Regions from separate parts of the Pan troglodytes genome. Here region 1 is linked to region 2. Evidence: chromatin contacts called from public Hi-C data. All regions are on one chromosome and are shown on one strand. The core of a region is the stretch at or near the end of the contact, and the rest is flanking DNA. Distances in the headings are between cores, read along the strand shown.

Region 1 (3,532 bases), core at 721-3,220, 140 kb after region 2:
GCAGGGCCCAGGGCCCACCTCCCCAGACACACACATACTTTTCCTGGTCACTGCCCCCCTCACACTCCCCGCAAGGAGCCCAGGCATCTCCTCCTTCAGGAAGGAGAAAGGAACCCCTCACACCAGGGTATTGGCTCACAGAGACCCTCACAGCCCACACGGAAACAGGAACACATACCTGGACACAGGCTCACACCTGGAAGCACACCCAGGGAAATCACTCCTGCTCTCGGAATCCTAGTTGGGAGAGCCCACCAGCAGGCTGTGAGGCAGTGGCAAGGCTTGAAAAGGCTTCTTGGTGAGATGCCCCTTCCCTCTGCCAGGGGCTGGGAACAGGAAGGCTGGAGGTCACTGAACCTTGAACCTTAGTGGCCCCAGCACCTTGTGATGGGCCCTGAGGGTACCGCCCTGTGTGAAGGGCCTCAGAACCCCAGCACTCCCAAGGACCGGAGCCAAGGTGGGGATATGGGCACTGTAGTGATATTGATCACCAGACACTGGGTGGGGAGCTGGGCTGGAGCGGGTGCTTCGGAGCATCCAAGGTTCCCTCCACCCATCAGGCCAGTCCTCACCTTGGGCACTCACCTCAGCGACCTACTATCCCAGCTTCGGGTAGATGTCACCCAGCTGCACTGGGAACTATGGGAGGTAGCCCAGGCCATGCAGCACCTGCCAGCCTTCCCGCCTGGGCTCACAGGGCTGTCATGCTCCCATCCTCCTCCCTTCACCCTACAGCTGGGCCATGGCTCTGAGACAGTGACCTTGCCTGCAGGATGGCGCACATGAGTCTTTCACCCCTCCTTACCAGCTATTTCCCCTGGGCCCAAAGCACAGGATTGCAGAGGGCTGGTGGGGCTGAACTTGCCAGGAGCTTGGGTCCTCCATGTCCCCACCTGTGAGATAGAGAGGACACCCTATCCTGACCAGTCCACCACAGGGTGCCTAAACTGTAAAGTGCATCTGCAGTACCCACGGGGGTCTTCAGCTCCCAAAACACTGGGGCAAGCTGGGTGAGGGATGTTATTTAACTGGAATGGCTATGGTTTGCAGAACCAGAGCTTCCAAATTACTTAGCAAAACATGTTTGCTTTTTAATTAACATGTGCTTGAAAAACAATGGTTTTCATTAAAGTGGGTGGGGGAGAGAAGGGACTGTAGGGGAGAATATTTCAAGGAGCTCCAAGTTCCAGGCCAGACTTCTTAAAAATAAAGTGGGAGTCTTGCCCCAAGCCGGCAGAGGCTGGGAGGCAAGATTCCCTGCTGGACAGCCCAAGGAACAGCCCTACTACCTGCCTCCACCACTCTCTGGCTCCCTGGCTGAGAATCTGCCCTTTCGCTGATGGCTCAGTTACTTACCTACTATTCCCTGGGCCACTCTGGGAAGGGGAGGTCTTTTTTTTTTTTTTTTTTTTTTTTTTTTGGAGATGGAGTCTCACTCACCCTGTCACCTAGGCTGGAGTGCAGTGTCTTGATCTCAGCTCACCACAACATCCGCCTCTGGGGTTCAAGCAATTCTCCTGCCTCAGCCTCCTGCATAGCTGGGATTACAGGCACGCACCACCACGTCCAGCTAATTTTTCTATTTTTAGTAGAGACAGGGTTTTGCATTGTTGGCCAGGCTGCTTGAACTCCTGACCTCAAGTGATCCGCCTGCCTCGGCCTCCCAAAGTGCTGAGATTACAGGCATGAGCCACCGCGCCTGGCCGGTGTGGTCTTTTATAAAGCAGTCTTGGCGTTCAATGAATGAGGTCCACCAGGCAGATAAGCAAAAGGAAACAGCATGAGTAACAACCTGAAAGCATGGGCCTGGAAGCCACTGATGTCCAAGCCCCAGGGAGATTGGGGCAGGGAGGCTGAGCTGGTGCCAAGGACATAAGGGTGGGAAGGGAGGATGAACTCACATGGAGCAGAGGGGATATGTGAGGAACTGGCCAGAGGAAGTGGAGGGCTGGGAGACTGGAAGCAGGACGCATTCCAAAGCCTCAGGGCTTGCTCCCCAGAGGCTGATGGGCAGGATTGCAGGTTCAGTCAGTCCAACAGGGGGCAGCGTTGACTCCATCATCCAGCATGGAGAAGGCATGCCATCGGTGTTCAATAAATGCATGTAGAAGGGTGAGAATGAAGAGATGATCCCTCCGAGTCAACCACACCTTCTCCTATTTCTGGCCTTTTGGGGACAGGGTTAGCACCAGCGTGCAGCCTGAGGTCAGATGTCAACATACGGTTGGGACACATTCCACCCATTCACCCATACAGACCAAGGGAAGGTGGAGGGGAAGCTTCTGGGGAGTGAGGGCATCCCCAGGGGTCGGGTCAGATGCCCAGAACCCCCAGCAACCGGCAGCCTGCCCAGGACCCTGTTTCTCATTTGGGGCCTTCTTGCTTCCCCCAACCCACACCCCCACATGAAACGTGCCTGCCTATACTTAATTCATTATGCTCGGCTGGGTGGGAGGCCTGGCGAGCAGGGTTTTTTTTTTCCCCTGAGCTCAGACATTCCTCACTTTATTATTCTCCACATTTCAAAGCAGCTGTCGCCTCCCCCAACCGCCCCCAGCCCGAAGCTCAGAGTCCAGAAGGGGCCTCTCTAGGGCTCAGAACACCAGAGTCTCCAACACCTCCAGCCCGGCACAGGAGGAGAATTAAGGCCAGAGATGGATAGGGTAGCACCCCAGGGAGACCTGCAGGGCTCTTCCCCAACAGTCTGCACCTGAACTTATCCTCCCCTAAGTGCCGCAGTCACCCTCCCATAACACTGTCTTCTTGCCTCTCTGCACCCACTCTGTTCCACCCTCCACACAGGTGACCACAGTGGTCCCTTCATAACACAAACACAACCCCTGCCTCCCCCACTGGAGCAGGTGCTAGAAGAATTATCAAAGTCCCTGCCCTGCTCAGGCCCCTGGCAAACTGAGCCCTCACTGAGTCAGTGGCCTTACAGAGGGCAAGGCCCATCCCTAGAAAATAGCAGGGCCAGGGTCAGCCTAGTGAACCACAAAGGGGCCAGCCAGGGGAGAAACAGTTCTGGAGACTCAATTTCAGAGAAACAGGGAGGCCCTAGACAGATTTCTCCCCTACATCTGAGAGCTGCCCATGCAGAGCTTCCTTAGCAAGGGCTAAGATCCCTGTTGCATTTAAGCAAGCAGCAGCTTGGTCAGACTTGCCCTGGAAAAGAGGTTGGAGGAGGGACTTTGGCCCCAGGAGAAAATGGGGCAGGGGTCCAAGTGGGGCAGGCAACCCGGGGACCTGGAAACTGAGTCTGGATGTCCCTGTCAGCACTCAGGCTGTCTTGCCCACACTCACCCTATCACTGGGCATGCCCACTCAGGCCTGGGGCTTGATGGTAGCATTCTCGAGTGCCCAGGAGGGTAGAGGTGACTCTGTAATGTGGCCCCAGAGGATTCTTGGAGTCCACTGCAAGCCTGGGAGCCGAGAGCCCTCCCATACGTCCAGCTCTACTCTGTGAAACACCCCAAGGACTCCATCACTATGAGAAAGGCCCCCTCTTGAAGACGGACTGCACAGAGCCTGA
Region 2 (3,583 bases), core at 893-3,392:
ACCCTAATGGCACAGACATGTCCCTGACCACACCCACATGCATGCCAACCACACCCACATGCATGCCAACCACACATGTGCCCAACCTCACACATGTTCCCCAACTTTATGTACATGTCTGACCCCACACATATATCCAGGGGAAAGTACTGAGGAATGGTGTCTTCTTGTCAATAGCTCACCCTGGCAGGGAGAAAAGAGCCTGAGAATCAGGTACCAATCCCAGCCCACAGATCCTCTGGGTTACCTGGGACAGATTGCTGATCCTCTCTTGAGTTCTGCAACCCATGCTGAAGGGTGGCATTCACTAGATGAAGAAGCGCCTGGCTCATGACAGATGCCTAATCCATGTTTATGGACCTGGGGGAAGAAGGGCTGGATGGTCGAACTACAGGTTGCCTTTCTTCTCAGAGAACCAGAAGGGACTTCTCGTGTCTGTCCTTATTTGGTAATCAGTGCACAACATCTCGCTCATATGCCCCAGGGTTCTCTCTCCCTCAGAGGACAGACCCCTCTCCCTGTCCCTCAGCCACACTAAGTGACAGACATGGGGTCATATCCATCTCTGGTCAGGGACAGATCTTACTCAAATTCTACAGTGTGGGTCCATGTCCCTTCAGACCTAGGCAGGACTGTGTCCCCTAGACACCCAGGGTAGAGCTGTGTCCCCTAGACACCCAGGGCAGGACCGTGTCCCCTAGACACCCAGGGTGGACCATGTCCCTAGACACCCAGGGTGAAGCATATCCCCTAGACACCCAGGGCGGACCATGTCCCCTAGACACCCAGGGTGGACCATGTCCCCTAGACACCCAGGGCAGGACCATGTCCCTAGACACTCAGGGTGGACCATGTCCCCTAGAGACCCAGGGTGGACCATGTCGCCTAGACACCCAGGGCAGGACCATGTCCCCTAGACACCCAGGGCAGGACCATGTCCCTAGACACCCAGGGCGGACCATGTCCCCTAGACACCCAGGGTGGACCATGTCCCTAGACACCCAGGGTGAAGCATATCCCCTAGACACCCAGGGCGAAGCATATCCCCTAGACACCCAGGGCGGACCATGTCCCCTAGACACCCAGGGCGGACCATGTCCCTAGACACCCAGGGTGGACCATGTCCCCTAGACACCCAGGGAAGGACCATGTCCCTAGACACCCAGGGCAGGAACATGTCCCCTAGACACCCAAGGTGGACCATGTCCCTAGACACTCAGGGTGGACTATGTCCCCTAGAGACCCGGGGTGGACCATGTCGCCTAGACACCCAGGGCAGGACCATGTCCCCTAGACACCCAGGGCAGGACCATGTCCCCTAGACGCCCAGGGCAGGACCATGTCCCCTAGACGCCCAGGGTGGACCATGTCCCCTAGACACCCAGGGCAGGACCATGTCCCTAGACACCCAGGGTAGGAACATGTCCCCTAGACACCCAAGGTGGACCATGTCCCTAGACACTCAGGGTGGACTATGTCCCCTAGAGACCCAGGGTGGACCATGTCGCCTAGACACCCAGGGCAGGACCATGTCCCCTAGACACCCAGGGCAGGACCATGTCCCTAGACACCCAGGGCAGGACCATGTCCCCTAGACACCCAAGGTGGACCATGTCCCTAGACACTCAGGGTGGACTATGTCCCCTAGAGACCCAGGGTGGACCATGTCGCCTAGACACCCAGGGCAGGACCATGTCCCCTAGATGCCCAGGGCAGGACCATGTCCCTAGACACCCAGGGTGGACCATGTCCCCTAGACACCCAGGGCCAGGGTCATGTCCCTAGACACCCAGGGTGGACCACGTCCCCTAGACACCCAGGGCCAGGGTCATGTCCCTAGACAGCCAGGAGCAGGGTTGTCTCCCCTCAGACCTGGGCAGAACTATGTCCCCTAGACACCCAGGAGAAGGGCTGTGTCCTCTCAGACCTGGGGCTGGGCCATGTCCCTTAGATATCCAGGATGAGGCCATGTCCTCTCAGAACTGGGGCAGGACTGTGTCCTCTAGACCCTGGGGCAGTGTCCTATCCCCTCAGTCCCCCAGGGCAGGGTCATGTCCATCTGGAAAGTGGGAGTGTCTGGCTGTGCTCTATTCAGGCTTGCTACAGCCGCACTTCTGCCTTTTGGCCTCCAGGTGTCGCCACAGCACTGCAGACCTTTTATTTATCCAGTGCCTGTCCTGTGGACACTCTGGGAGAGTCTTCTGTTCAGAGTGACTCCTAGTAGGGTAGGCGACCAAAGGAGGCCACCTGGCAGGGGTCCAGGCCAGCTGGCAGAACTATGTGGCCCAGACTCCTAGCTCCACACCCCACCCTCACTGGGGAGATGTGAGAGCAAAGCCAGTTAGCCAGCACCCCCCAGGCCTCGCCTTGTCTCTGGCCTTGGTCCTGAGACCCCATCTGCCTGGGTGGAGCCCAGGACTGGAGTAGGAGGGTGTGTTCATAGGGGCCTTGAACCTGGCCAGGACAAGCCATCCACATTTGCTCCTCCAGGCCTTGGTTTCCCCAAGCATCAACCACCCTCCCACTTCAAGTACCTGGCTCTGCTCAGTTCTCTTGCTCTAAATCTGGAACTTTCCAAGGTCTAGGGTGTTGGTAGCGCATGCTTAAGAGAGTTGATTCTAGGAGATTCTGATATGCTTGGGCTGAGTGTTTGCTGAGACCTGGGCCCTTCTCAGCTGGTTCCAGCCAGCTGGCCTCTGCCTAACTCACTCCCCTCTCTCCTGACCCACAGCCCAGCACGGCCCCACCCAAGCCCAAGCCGCCTCCGCTGACCAAGGAGACAGTGGTGTTCTGGGACATGCGCCTGTGGCACGTGGTGGGCATCTTTTCGCTCTTCGTGTTGTCCATCAGTGAGTAGCTGTTCCCTTCCCTCTCCACCACACTGCAGTGGGAACACAGCACCCCCTGCCCCCCAGAGGGCTCAGAGCAGCAATTCCGGGCAGTGCAAGTAGGCCAGGCACCCGCAGGAGACCCGCGGTGGTTTCTGGCACCTCCTGATCCACACAAACTCCCCGTAGAGGGCTGACAGGCCGGTGGTGACCTGAAGTATTCTGCAGGACCCAGGGAGGTAGCCACATGGCAATTATGGTAATTACAGGGAACTCCACTGAACCAAGGACTGGGACGAGGACGTGTCATTTTTCCCTATGGCTGGCCTCCTGATGCTTTTCCTGCAGTTTGGCCAGCTTAAAGGCCCACACCCAGGGGCCCCAGCAAGGCCATCCTCCACTAGAGGCTCCCCAGACACCCAGCAGATGTGGCTCCCAGGCTTCGATCCCTGCCTTGTCAAATACCATTTTCCGGGAGTGACTCACACCCGCCTCAATTAAAAGCAGGAAACCCATTCCTCTCCTGGCCTCTGGGAGCTTCTTGATGCAAAGTCGCAGCAGAAATGGGCTTGGCCGGCTCCCCTTAGCCCTCCCCTCAGAATGGAGGTCTGGAGTTGGGGAAGGGGACAGGAAGGCACAGGAGACAGAGGCCAAGTGGGGAGGCTGCCATGGCACAAAGCAGTCTGACAGAGGTTCCCACGAGGCAAAAGCAGAGTGGGGGGGAATGTAGGAGGTAAAAGGAGAAGCAGCCCACT

The links. A called contact is a pair of places that touch in the nucleus more often than the background predicts.
Region 1: a contact with region 2 is called in a Hi-C map of induced pluripotent stem cells, with 1.9 times the contacts expected there. The contact joins two enhancer-like sites. A contact is called at or near these places in 3 of 7 Hi-C or Micro-C datasets (induced pluripotent stem cells and stem cell-derived neural progenitor cells).

The regions. Positions count from the first base shown.
Region 1 is chr2:50,855,216-50,858,747 of NHGRI_mPanTro3-v2.0_pri, forward strand. No RefSeq gene overlaps it. Among named protein-coding and RNA genes, the nearest start is that of MYL3, 15 kb to the right of the region's middle. Within about 2 kb of position 1,971, at least 2 of the 24 cell types and tissues checked have an H3K27ac peak or open chromatin away from gene starts, as enhancers often do. A contact at or near this core is called in induced pluripotent stem cells, where this site is marked.
Region 2 is chr2:50,711,284-50,714,866 of NHGRI_mPanTro3-v2.0_pri, forward strand. It overlaps TMIE (transmembrane inner ear), which reads left to right. Exons shown (of 4, transcript XM_054681728.2): 2 at 2,732-2,849. Among named protein-coding and RNA genes, the nearest start is that of ALS2CL, 12 kb to the left of the region's middle. Within about 2 kb of position 2,143, at least 1 of the 24 cell types and tissues checked has an H3K27ac peak or open chromatin away from gene starts, as enhancers often do. A contact at or near this core is called in induced pluripotent stem cells, where this site is marked.